Regions from separate parts of the Mus musculus genome. Here region 1 is linked to region 2. Evidence: chromatin contacts called from public HiChIP or PLAC-seq data. All regions are on one chromosome and are shown on one strand. The core of a region is the stretch at or near the end of the contact, and the rest is flanking DNA. Distances in the headings are between cores, read along the strand shown. Region 1 overlaps Arntl (aryl hydrocarbon receptor nuclear translocator-like). Region 2 has its middle 37 kb from the start of Rassf10.

The links. HiChIP or PLAC-seq counts read pairs in DNA pulled down with a chosen protein or histone mark.
Region 1: an H3K27ac HiChIP or PLAC-seq map of acute myeloid leukemia shows a contact between it and region 2, with 7 times the contacts expected there. The contact joins two enhancer-like sites. A contact is called at or near these places in 14 of 484 Hi-C or Micro-C datasets (the Ba/F3 cell line, the G1E-ER4 cell line, Sertoli cells and 6 more), 1 of 115 datasets of contacts at active chromatin or transcription factors (acute myeloid leukemia) and 1 of 9 other capture datasets (embryonic stem cells).

The regions. Positions count from the first base shown.
Region 1 is chr7:113,293,479-113,300,410 of GRCm38.p6, forward strand. Arntl (aryl hydrocarbon receptor nuclear translocator-like) reads left to right here. Exons shown (of 20, transcript NM_007489.4): 12 at 1,966-2,115; 13 at 5,709-5,955. Among named protein-coding and RNA genes, the nearest start is that of Gm33721, 35 kb to the left of the region's middle. Within about 2 kb of position 2,248, at least 146 of the 459 cell types and tissues checked have an H3K27ac peak or open chromatin away from gene starts, as enhancers often do. A contact at or near this core is called in the G1E-ER4 cell line, acute myeloid leukemia and stem cell-derived motor neurons, where this site is marked.
Region 2 is chr7:112,913,780-112,920,302 of GRCm38.p6, forward strand. No RefSeq gene overlaps it. Among named protein-coding and RNA genes, the nearest start is that of Rassf10, 37 kb to the right of the region's middle. Within about 2 kb of position 4,917, at least 51 of the 459 cell types and tissues checked have an H3K27ac peak or open chromatin away from gene starts, as enhancers often do. A contact at or near this core is called in the G1E-ER4 cell line, acute myeloid leukemia and stem cell-derived motor neurons, where this site is marked.

The DNA.
Region 1 (6,932 bases), core at 998-3,497, 380 kb after region 2:
ACTTGGGTTTGTTAACATTGTGGACTATCTAAAGAAGAGAGGTTTCAATGGCCAAACTTAGTGCAAGGAAGAGCCACTTTGACTAGATTCTGTCTGATTTCTGGTTAACTTTCCCCCCCCCTCCCGGAATCTATAACTTTCTAATAGCATGTTCTTAAGTTGAAAAGACTCATATTGTCCTGTTCTCCAGAACAAATCTTTCTCTCTCCGCCCACCCCCACCCCTCTGAGCTGCACTGATGCCAGTGTTTCTTAGATCCGTACAAGGCTCTTTACTTCCTGCAGCCTAGGATCAGCATTTCTCCGGCCCCAGCCCTTGCCCCCGACAGCCGTTCCCAGGCCAAGACTCAGGAGCTGGCCCTGTGGTTGGTTAGGTGCACATCCTGCCTCTGCCATTCACTGGATGTGTGGCTGTGAGGAAGGTCACCTCTCTGTGCCTCAGTTTCCTCGCCTATAAAATGTAGTATGTCATTGGGTTGTTGAAAAGTTTCACAATGTTGGTGCTGACTTGCTAGAAGGAGAATGTAGACGGTTTCTAGCATGGGGCAAGTGTGGCACTGACTGGTGTTGGGTCTGCTTGAGCTCAGTGCAGTTGACATAATGGCTTCCTTGTGGCTCAGTTCTCCATGTTGATTGGTGATAGAGATGGTGTCAGAGAACTTCTCCCAGGCACCTTTCAGGAAGTTGTGCTTCTCCATGAAAGCAGGCCCTGATGCCTGTTGCCCACTGTAGGCTGGCTTCGGCACCTTCCAGTGAATTTTGTCCTTGAGGCTCTTCCCGCATGGTCAGGAGTCAGTGACATGGGCAGCACTCTGCAGGATAGTTGCAGCTGCAGTAGTAGTGCCCGGCATGGGCCATGAGCCTGCGTCAGCTGAGGTGTGCTTGTAAAGATGAGCTAATGTGTGCCAGCAAGGGGAGGGGATGAACAGGGGAAGCGGCCAGCAGAGAAAAACCTGTGTGGAGTCCCAGAGCCTGTTTGCTGCCTCCATCAAAATGTGCAGGCAGAGAGATACAGAGAAGGGCACTGAACCAATATGGCAGGCTTGGGCTGGCATTCTAGAGAAGTTAACAGAGCCAGTTTGGGAAAGGCAGTGGGGAGAGGCTCCCTGAGCAGCGGCCACTGCTTGGCATGGGTGCGGTGCTACCCCAGTGGTGTCTGTAGTCCCAACTTCACAGCCATGAGGAAGGTAAGAGGCAAGCGTGTCAATGTCAGCCAGGAGCTTTCAGTAGCCTTGCTCTACCTGCAATTCAGTCTAGCCCAGCAGAACAAACTGGCAGCTTGATATCGTGCTTATCAAGTGTGCCAAAGGCTCAGGGCTCCGTCCACAGTGCTGTGGTTAAAAGCTCAGGGCTCCATCCATAGTGCCGTGGTTAAAACCACAAGTCTGAACACAAGCTCGTCTAGTTTGGGGTTTTGGGTAGCCCCATGATTCAAAAGCAAGAATAAATGCAAAGCTAATTATAACATCACACCTAACACAATCAATCTAAAGTACTATGTTGATGTAATTATTACTAAAGATTTAAAGTTCTTTAACATTTCTTTGGTGCTGCCTCTGAAATCCTGCATATACTTCACTCAGCCCTTTTTAGTTCAGAAAGGCCATATTCCATGCTCAGTAGCAGCATGAACCTAGTGGCTGTCGCAGGGAGCACACATCCAGAATGGGGCTGACTGATCAGAGCCCCCAAGGGACTCTGTTAAGCTGAAATTTCAAATCAGTCCTGTGCCCCTCCCAACCGCTACGGTTCCCTGTTATCAGCCCCTAGTGGTATGCCTCCATTTCCTCCCCCAGAGGACCCACGCCACCTGTGCTCCCGCACTTCTTACCCTCTGTAACCGTTCCCACATGAGCACGGGCCCCCGGAGAGAACAGTGTGGCAGTAAGGGTTGTGTGGAGGTCACACTGCCCCTCCTGACAGACAGTTCTGCCCTCATTTCACCACATTTTGTGTTGATTTGCAGCTGGACTTCCGGTTAAAACGGATATAACCCCTGGGCCCTCCCGGCTATGCTCTGGAGCCCGCCGCTCTTTCTTCTGTAGAATGAAGTGCAACAGGCCTTCAGTAAAGGTGGAAGATAAGGACTTCGCCTCTACCTGTTCAAAGAAAAAAGGTACAGTTAACAGCCGTGAGGGAGGCTTATCTGGAGTCAGGGCTTTTCGGCTCTGCAGAGCAGCCACTCCGTAGCCTGCAGCCTGGGCCACCTCTCACCTTACAGCCTTGGGCAACTGGAGTGGGGGATGGGGAGCCCTAGAGCCCTGATGTGTTGCCATGGGGACATAGGCTTGTGAATAGGCTTTCTGTGTGTAACTTCTGATGTGGCTTGGGGAAAAAAAAAAAACAGTTCTGTCTCTTGAGTTCCCACCTTTCTAGAATCCTTCTGGCCAATTTCCCTAGTGACCTCATGTGTTGAACTGTTCATGGTTCTGTCTTCTCCTCTCTGCCCTGGGGCCACTCTCCTCTGTCCATATTGATGTGTATATAGGTAATGTCACCCACAGATCAAAAACCTCTAAGTTTACATTTCTACCGCAGCTTTTCTTTTGAACTCCAGGTATCTTCTTTATAAGCTTTAGGGGCGATCTAGAATGGCCAATTGGACCTCAACTTGTACCACCTGCTAATATCACTGAAGGGTATTTATTTATGTCCAGGTATAACAAGAGATTTTTAAAAAAAAAAATACAAAGTTCTTAAAAAAAGATTTATTTATTTTATAACTACACTGTGGATGTCTTCAGACACATCAGAAGAGGGTATCAGATCTCATTACAGATGGTTGTGAGCTACCATGTGAATGCTGGGAGTTGAACTCAGGACCTCTGGAAGAGCAGGCAGTGCTCTTAGCCACTGAGCCATCTCTCCAGCCCATAGCCAGAGATTTAAAAAAAAAATTATTTTCATTTTAGGCATTCAGGTGCTTTGTGTGTTTATAATGTGCTGCCTGGTACCCAGAGAGGCCAGAAGAGGGCCTTAGATCCCCTAAAACTGTCATTACAGATATGGGTACAGACATGAGCACCATATGGGCTCTCCTCTCCTGCAAGCGCAGCAAGCGTTCTTAAGCACTGAGTGGTTTCTCCAGCTGTGGAACCGGACATTTTAGGACCGACACCTAGGCTCTAGCAGCCGCAACGAGCTAGGCCACTTGTCCCATTAGAGAAACAGGTGAAGGTGACAGGGAGAGATGTCTTCTGTGTGGCCCATAAAGAGAAGAGAAACAGATAAAAGCCCCAAGTCTGTCTGTTGGAGAACTGACCCATGCTTTAGGATGAAATAGAGGAGTAACTGGAGCAAGGGGCAACAAGCCTCATTACAGCTGTAGTCTGAGTGTGCACTGGCTGAACACTGGCTTAGCTCAGTTCCTAAACACTGGGCCAAATCCGTAATTACTGGGATGTGAAGATACAAGGAAGGCTTGGGACACAATCGCTTCCGGGGTGAAGCCTTGCCCACATGGGTAACCACCCTTGTTTGGGATGGACTGTTCCTCCCGGGGTTTGTTCTTCTGAAGTCCAGGGTGATGGCAGGTTCAAGGCAACCATTTACCTCTGTGCCTTTGGCCAAAGTAAAGGAGACAACACAAAATGAAGGCAGAGATGCCAGGCTATCATCCTGCCTTGCTCCTGGTGTGCCCAGTGAAAGGCCCATGTCTCTCAGCCAGAGCAGCTTCCAAGAGCCTGTCTCACCTCTTGGAGCCAGCTACCCTCAACTCTCTCCAGGTCTGAGGAGGTCAACACTGCACTTTCTGCTTTGCCACACAGCTGTGATGAGGCCTTTTAACAAAGAATCTTTTTATCCCTTACCTCACCCTCCCCAGTTAAAACCCTCCATTGTTCCCTGCCGCTCTTGAAGAATCATAATAATTAGCATATGATGCAAACATATGATGCCGCTCTTCAGTACATCTGAGCCACACTGCCTTTCCCCTAATGCTGCCAGCCCCTTTCAAGGTCTTCCACACCCCTCTCCACCTGATTGGGATTTCTTTCCTTTTGCTGGGCTGTCTGGAGACAGACTGTTGGTGCCTTCTTTAGCACCCATGGCCCTCTTTTCAAGTGCTTTTCTATGGTTTGGCACAGTTGTATAAAGTCAGCCTCCCTGGCTACCAGGAAGCTCGGATTTGGTTTTCTGCTGGTAAAAATGCTCTGTGATGGGCATGATGCTCAGTGTGAGTGTGTCTCAAGTTTTTTAAAAAAAAAAAAGTTGCTCTCCTTTTTGATCCTTGTCCTCTTCCCCAATCAGTGAGTAGCAGCAGCAGCCACGCCACCCTGAGCTAGGGGAGCCATCGATATCTTCCTGTTGGGCGCTCATCCCAAGCCCAGCTGTTCTAGAGGTGTTTTCTGCTTCCCTACCTGCCTGCCATTGTTCAGTTCTCACCATCCCTTGCCATTTTCCGAGTCTGGCCCTCGTACCTCTGAGCGCTCTTCTGTCTTTCATCCCCAGAACTGTTGCTAGACTACCCAAAGCACTTGATTTTGCTGTCTCTGCATTTAAATCCTATTGGAGACTCTCCATTTCCTATCTGCTAAACACATCTGTTAGCAAATAACTCAAGGCCCTTATAATCTGTCTCTCCTGCCTTCCTCATTTTACGGCTTCTTTCTCTTTTAGTTATTATGTGTGTGTGTGTGTGTGTGTGTGTGTGTGTGTGTGTGTGTGTGAGAGAGAGAGAGAGAGAGAGACAGACAGACAGACAGACAGAGAGAGAGAGAGACAGAGAATGCATGGTGTGTGCATATGTGTGTGTATATGTGTGTGTGTGTGAAAGAGAGAGACAGAGAGAGAGACAGAGAGACACACACACACACATAGGACGCATGGTGTATTTGTGTATGTGTGTGTGTGTATGAGAGATAGACAGAAACAGAGACAGAGAATGCATGGTGTGTGTGTATGTATATATGTGTGTGTGTGAGAGACACACACACACAGGACATATGGTGTATGTGTATATGTGTATGTGTGTGTGTGTGAGTGTGTGTGTGTGTGTGAGAGAGAGATAGAAAACTCATGGTGTGTATGTGAGTGTCTGAGTGTGTGTGTGTGTGTGTGTGTGTGTGTAGGTCAGAGGACTGTTTTCAGGAGTTGGTTCTCTCCTCCCACCTTATTTTGAAGCAGGGTCTCTCTTGTTCTCTCTTTTTGTTTTTTTGGTTTTTCGAGACAGGGTTTCTCTGTGCAGCCCTGGCTGTCCTGGAACTCACTTTGTAGACCAGGCTGGCCTCGAACTCAGAAATCCGCCTGCCTCTGCCTCCCGAGTGCTGGGATTAAAGGCGTGCGCCACCACGCCCGGCTTCTCTTGATCTCTTGTTTCTGGCCACAGCATGAGCTTCTGCCTCCCACCTTGATGTAGGAGATGCTGGATGCCAGGGGAGGCTGCCCCACACAAGGCAAGTGTTTTTATCCAGTGAGCCATCTGCGCCTGCGCCTTTGCTCTCCATCACACACTCCAGCCCTCCTCTTCCTCCGGCCAGCTCATGCTCTCACCTAACCTCCAGTTGGCTCTGGGGAGTCTCTTCCCTGTGTGGTCCGGTCCTCCTTGCTGTGCTTCATGTGATACCCTGGTATATGGTTCTAAGTGGCTAAGCATACGTGACACTGGACCACTTCTGCCTGCCCCCTTCTCCAGGTGACTCCTTCTGGAGGTGAGACCGAATCCCACTGCCAGCCCAGCACTAACACTCACCATGGGCTTTTGCTTTCCAGCAGATCGAAAAAGCTTCTGCACAATCCACAGCACAGGCTATTTGAAAAGCTGGCCACCCACGAAGATGGGGCTGGACGAAGACAATGAGCCAGACAACGAGGGCTGCAACCTCAGCTGCCTCGTTGCAATCGGGCGCCTGCACTCGCACATGGTTCCACAACCAGCGAACGGGGAAATACGGGTGAAATCTATGGAGTACGTTTCTCGACACGCAATAGATGGGAAATTTGTTTTTGTAGATCAGAGGTAAGACCCTACATCTCACCTTTCAGCAATGTAGCGATTCTCAACCTGTGGGGTTTGACCCCTTGGCAGGGGTGGTGGTGGTGGTGGTGGTGGAGTGGTGGGGTGGTAAGACCAAACTACCCTTACACAGGGGTTGCATACCAGATATCTGAATATCAGATATTTATATTACAATTCATAACAGTAGCAAGATTACAGTTATGAAGTAGCAAGAAAATAATTTTATGGTTGGGGGGTCACCACAATGTGAGGAGCTGTGTTAAAGGGTCTCAGCATGAGGAAGGTTGAAAACCACTGTGGCAGAGGATTTAAGTTGAGAAGCCGAGAAGACTGGGTGGTCAGCTGGCTTTTCTAAGAGAATATTATTCTTGCTGAGCATGTACCTCGGTTGAAAGAATGTCTACTTCAAATGTGTGAAGCCTTGGATTCTATCCCTGCACTACATGTAGCTGATGTGGTAGTTCATGGCTCGAATCCAGCCCTGGGGGTGGTAGAAGCAGAAAGATCAGACGTTCAAGGCCATTCTCATCTATATAGACCTTAGGGCAACGCTGGCTTCCCTATGACCTTGTCTTAAATAATAAATAATAAAATGAGTAGTAATAATCTTTTCTAAAAATTGAGATAAATGACTGCAGGCCTCACCTGCCCTTCTTATGAATACCCCGCCTCTGACTGCACATTTCTACATAAAGTAAGGGGAGCGAGAATGGTTTCTGCTAAAAAACCAGACTCACTAGGATATTATCATGGGAAACAGACAGATTTGTCTGAGAATACTTTAAGGTAATTTAATAGTTAAGTGGGTGGTATGAAATCCAGTTCTGAAAGGAAACAGAAATAAGACCTATAGCTATGGAATGTCCCCGAGTCATGACACTGAATAGAATGAAAGACATGGAAACAGCTAGTTGGACCTGAGCTTCCCAGGAAAACTGGTCACGATGGACTTGTCTGTGTATTTAAATTTGGATGTA
Region 2 (6,523 bases), core at 3,667-6,166:
GGATCGTCTCAGCTCAACACAGTGTGCTTCCAAACAGTGACTCAAGGTCAGAAAAAGAAACAAAACTACCTGGGAAACCAATCTGCTAGCATTCTTACAAAATAAGGTCAAATATATAGAAGATCCAAAAGAATTTATAGTTGTATAGCTAGAAACCAACAGTAAATTTGCATACTGTACATACAAAGCAATGAATGGGTGCCTAGAATTGCATTAGAGGTACCTGGGGGGATGTGGTTCAGATAGTAGAGATCTTGACTAGTAGGTTTGATTTCTACCATCATATAAACAGTTTGGTGATAGTATGATGTAATCCTTGACTAGGGCAGTAGAAACAAGAGGGTCAGAAGTTCAAGGGCAGCCTCAGCTACATAGCCAGTTTGAGACCAGACTGGGCTTAAGACCCTGTCTCAGAAAACAAAACAAAACACAAAAACCAAACCACATTTGCTTTTTATACAAGAAAAATAAATCTAAGAACCATTTCTTTTAAATTATGAAGGCATATCTCTCATCCCAGTGTTTGGGGGGGGGGCGGTGTAGAGGCATGTAGATCTCAGTCAGTGAGATTGAAGCTAGCCTGGTCTACAAAGCTAGTTACAGGATAACTAGGGCTACATAGAGAAACCCTGTCTTGAAAAACAACAACAAAAGTTTTAATAACATAAATCAATAAAAAGCTGAAGATACTCTTGAGCTGAAATCATCAATTCCACCCAATAAGCCTGTGGATTAAATCCCTGGAAAATAAAAATTCAGGAGTTCCCTATCTGCTCCTCACGTGTGTAGCATAGAAATCAGAGAATCGGCCGGGCAGTGTTGGTACATCTTTAATCCCAGCACTTGGGAGACAAAGACAGGAGGATCTCTGAGTTTGAGGCCACCCTGGTCTGGACAGTTCCAGGACAGCCAGGGCTACACAGAGAAACCCTGTCTCGGAAAACCAAACAGACAAAAACCAAAAAAACCAAATCAGAATAAAAAAATGACTCATGAACTCTTGGAGAGGAAGAACAAGTTAGGAGAATGTATCAATTATTAGTTGATGTTCTTGCCATTTCAATCCATCTTTTCTCCCTGCTTTGCCATTTTTTAACAATGCCCTGAAAAATGGGCAAGTGCACACTTGGGCTTTGTGAGTGGAGAGTGCATGCTCTAATGGCAAGATGCAGGCACTCCCTCCCTTATACAGCACAAGTCCCAGCCTCTGATGGGGAAGGCATAGGATTCCCCCCATCTTTAGCTCCTTCATTGCTCTGTTCTTCTCTGTTCTCTTCAGTCTAGAGAAAGGAGATGCCTCTTTCACCATGAGAAGGCAGTGCCTATGAAAGACAGAAGAGGACATCAGATCTCCTGGGTCTGGAGTTACAGGGAGTTCTTGAGCCAACAGGAGTACTAGGACCAAACTAGGGTTCTTTGCAATCTACTCCCAACCTCTGAGTCATTTCTCCATCCTCATTAACTATTTATTGGCACAATGGACCATTATGCAAGTATAAAGGACATGCATATTTGAACCCCATATATTGTAACTATGAGGAAGAACTCCTTGCTGTGATCTTGTTTACTAATCAATTAATGTGTGCATTCATGCACTAATGTATATGAGCACACATATCCATACATGCACACAGTGGCCAGAAGTTGACACTGGGTGTCTTCCTTTGTTGTTTTCCACCTTATTTTTTGAGTCAGGGTCTTTCACTGACCCAGGAGCTCCCTGGCCAGCCAGCTCTGGGGAGCCTCCTCTTTCCACCTCCACCCCACAAAGCGCGGGGGTTAAAGATGGTGCCACCAATCCTGGCTTTTACAAAGATGCCTTTACCCACTGAGCCACCACCCAGCTCATGCTGTCTGTCTTTAAATCCAGCCTTTTAAAAGTGTAATTTGCTCTCATTAGAAGTAAACAATGAGTTTGGAAAATTGCACTCAGTTGCATAACTGTCACCACATAAAGTACAGCACATATGCACCACCTACACCTAGAGCTTCCCACTTCTCTTCAAGCCATCCCCTCCCCATGACAGCCAGGCTCAGGCAGGCAAGCACTAGTTTGTGCTCTGTTCTTCTACTTTTGGCTTTTCTGGGAGTTCACGTAATCGGTGGCATGCGGCATGCAGTCCTTTCTGTTCGCTTCCTTTCACTCCCAATAATGTGTTTCAGTGTCATCAATGATATTTCTAAAAGCAGTAAGTAGTTCATTGCCTTTTCATTGCCAACAGTAGTGTCCCAAAGCGCACATGCACCACTGTTGAATCCCAGCTGACAGGCATTTGAGTTGTTCCCAACTTTTGGGCTTTAGTGTATCCTGCTGCTGTGAGAAGTGTCTGTGCTGAGCCTTTTTGTGGACATGTCATTGAGTCATTGGCAATTGTGTCTTTGTAAGAGCTTGTCCCTTTATTTCTCCACACAACTGTGCCATTCCCCATGGCCTCCAGCCATGGATGCCGCCTTTGGAATTGGTAGTTGTCATTCTTCACCATTTAGCCTTCTGATAGGTACATAATAGCATCTCTTTGTGGTTTTAACTTGAACTTCCTGGATGACCTAGTGAGACCCAGTGCTCTCCATGTGCCCCTTAGCTACTCGTTTATCTTAGGAAGTGACCCCCTCGAATCTTTTCCTCATATTTATTTCTTTTAGTCATTGAGTCTTGGGAGGGTTTGATATAGTCTGGATACAAGCCTGTTTTTGCATAGATGCCTTGCCAATCTTTTCTCCTTCTCTGGCTTGCCTTGCAGTTTCTTAGCTTGACCATTTGAGGAGCAAAAGCCTTAAATCACAATAAAGCCTGTTTTATCTTTTTAAAAGATGTGATTCCTCTCCTCCTCCCCCTCCTCCTCCTCCTCCCCCCTCCTCCTCCCCCTCCTCCTCCTCCTCCCTCCTCCTCCTCCTCTCCCCTCTTCCACCTCCCTCCACCTCCTTCTTCTCCACTTTCCTCCTCCTCTTCCACTCCCCCCTCCTCCTCCTTCCTCCTCCTCTTCCTTTTTCTTCTTGAAACCTCATTTTAATCTACCCATGTGAATACATGGGAATTCATTCGACTTGTGGCCTGACTCTGTATCCACCATTTGTAAAATTGTTTATTAAGTTGAATAGCTTTTTGTAAAGAATTATAGGACCTTGTCATCTGCAAATTTAGACAGTTTGCCTCTCCCTTCACAATAAAAGTGTCTGTCTGCACCCCTTACTTTTAACACAGGATCTGACCCTGCTGACCTGGAACTCCTGTGCAGCCCAGCTCACTTGTTGCAATTCCCCTCTGCTCCTGGGATGCTGCACCTTCATGCCCACCTTCACTGGGGCTTTCTCCACTGAATTCCAACTAGCCTTATTTTGTAGCAGTGGCTTCTTTCTAAGGTGTTTTTGTCCTTAGCTGAGACGCTTCCTCTCTTCCTGAGCATGCTCGGTTCAGGGGTCAGCCAGCGGCAGGATTGGGTAGCATTTAGAGAGGGCTGGGGACAGGGTGTCTCAGGCTCCCAACCTTCCTGGTCTGTCAGCTGTCATCGTTCTGAATGCAACCTTCTGTTTCAGGGACCAAAATGATGGCTGCTTTTCACCAGTCCCAGCAGTAGCTCATACACCACTGGGTACCCCCAGGCTCAAAGAGCAGAAGCAGGGAGGGATCACACTTCAGTAACATCTCTGCTTCATGCCTGGCTTTTCCCAGAGCCTGCCTACTGGCTTCACTCTTCAGTGCTGTCGGATAGCTGCATTTCAAGTGGCGTCCACCCAGCAGATGTGTCTGTAATCATTTCTGTGAACAGAAGTCTTACTGAGTGAACATTGTATCAGTTCCCTTGATGTGGGAGTTACATTGTCTTTTCCTTTTTATAGTTGCTGAGTCTTCTCATGAGGTCAGTCTCGAATCTAGTCACAAAGTAAAGGGAGTTTGGATTAATTTTTGTCAGCACATCTGGACATTTGGGCACAGAGGTGGGAATGAGGTTAGAGGTCACGCTGTGCTTGCATACCCTTCTCTCTTTCTATTCAGGAGGGCCATAGTCCAAGATTCTCATTGACTGTGTGAAACCGCAGTTTCAAAGATGTCCTAATTATAGCATGACCACAGAGTCCCAGAGTTGATGGATCCTCCCACACTTGATGCTCTCTCTGGTGCTCCAGGATGCTGTTAAGTAGAGTTAAGGTGACTTGAGCACAAGCATGGAGATATAGCAGAGTTAGGGTGATGGCTTACTAAGTAACAAACGGTTAGGTAGTATATACACTGTGGATGCCCTGGACAGAGGGAACAGTCATGCCCCAGGGAGGATGGAGCAGCTGGAGATTGCATCACAGTGTTCAAACTGGGATGTAACTTAAAACCTCATGAGTCGATTATTTGTGAAATTGTCCGTTTGCTCTTCTCTGACTGCAGCTGATGGCAGGCAACAGACTCAGTGATTAAAAACCACAGGGTGGGGGGGGGGGGGCAAAACCACCAACAGAAATGGACGACTGTCGTCGGCTGTACGGAAATATTTATTGGAAAATAATACGTAATGCACATAATGGCCTTGACGTCAGTGAGCACATTAATGGGAAACAAAGAGGCAGAGAGAATGGAGAATGGAAAGTTAGACAGAAAAAAGCAAAGATGGAAACAAACAGACGGAGAGGTGGGGGCGGAGGGAAGGGAGGGAGGAGGCAGAGGAGGGAGAGTGAGAACGGTGACCACAGAGAGCCCTAGGACAAAGAAACAAGGCTAAGGGCTTTTTCACATGGCCACAGAGATAGACACGGAAGATGAGCCCTGGCGCTAGGTGGAGTGTGCGCATGCCCAACCCTTGCCTGTCCTGTCACTCAGGAGCTCTGACCTTGTGAGCTTTCCTCCCTCCCGCTCCTGTGACAGCTGCCTGTCAGTCTGTGTGGCCAGGAGACGTTAAGAATAGAAGCTGTGCAGAAGCCAGGGATTCTCTGAACCAGCACAGTTGATTTTGTGATGCCCTCAGGTCCAGTCTGAGGGAGGCTCGGTGTGCGCGGTCCCTGGGTGCTTATGCCTCCGTCTGGAGCCTGCGTGATTTCCCACTGCTGCTAATCTTGAGCTTCACTCCCCTTACACATCACCAGTTCCCCGAATCCACTCCAGGCTGCCCCACCTCACTGCCAAGATTCCCTCACAGAGATGCCCGCGCCATGCCCCGCCCCCACCAACCCTCCTGGCGTCTTTCTGCGTCGTCCTTTTTCCTTCTTCCCCAGATGTACACCGAGTTACCTTGTAGCAGGTGACAGCAGTGGGCCCATGGTCTCTTTTGGAATAATCTCTCGGAGAATTTTGTTAAGTGAATTTTCTCACCCTATAGTCTTAAGTCTCCTCTGTCCTCAATGTAGCTTTCTCTGTTCAGAATTGACATCTGAATCTCTGCTGGACCAGCGCCTAAGACTGAATTGACTCCCAGGGCCTGGACGGGGGTACTGAGATTTTGCCTACCCCCCCCCTCCCCGGCCTTAATAGTGAGTTGGAAAGAGGCTGGATTTGTGATAGAGTCTGCTCGAGAGAATTCTGTTTACAAGACCATCCTGTTAGGGAGAGACTTACCTCCATCTACTATCTTGCAACGTCTGGAAATCCTTCAGGGGATTAGTGGCCCAGGAGTTTAATGTCAGGAGCAGGTAGAAATGAGGACATCCTAGTTTCAGGGCATAAGGCACAGGTGGACATAAAGATGTCACCTTTATAAGTGCCCAAAGCTTAGCTTAATACCATGTTTTAAAAAGAAAACCTCCTGTGTTTCTTTTTAAAGGTTTTGTCTTTGGTGTGTGTGTGTGTGTGTGTGTGTGTGTGTGTGTGTGTGTGTGTGTGTGTGTGTGCATGTAAGAGAGACAGAGACAGAGATACAGGGACAGAGACACAGAGAAACACAGAGACAGACAGAGACATAAAGAGACACAGATACAGAAAGACAGAAGGGGTAGATGGAGACAGAGAGAAGAGGGGAGAGGGAGGCAGAAGGAGGGGTAACACTCATGGAAATCAGGGGACAACTTGCAAGGTCACACATTTTACCAAGGTCTTTGGGCCCCTCAGACTATACAGTCAGGCCTGGCACTACCATTTCTGGGGCTATTTTCAGAGAAGTAGAGCAAGTTTTGTATGGCTGGGCCACCTGGGGCCACAGGGTTCTTGGAAATTAAAAAAATAAAACCAAACCAAATCAAACCAACCAACCAAAAAAAAAAAAAAAACAACAAAAACCCACTTTAGTACGTTCCTCTTGTGGACAGCAGAGGGCAGCAAACTGCCATGTCAACACTCCTGGAAGCCGGCGGCTTGGATAGAAGAGACTACTAGGGTTGGTTGGCTTCATGTTTTTAACCATTACAAGCACATGCTGGTAACCCCAGAACTTTGGAGGCCAACCTGAAAGATCATGAGGTCGAGGACAACTTGGGCAACATAGTGAATTCAGCCAGCTGTCTAAAATTGTCAAATAACAACAACAACAAAAAAAAAAACCCTGAAGCCAAGGGACTGTACATGATGCTCTTGGCTCCATTCCAGCACACTGTGAACCAGGTCTAG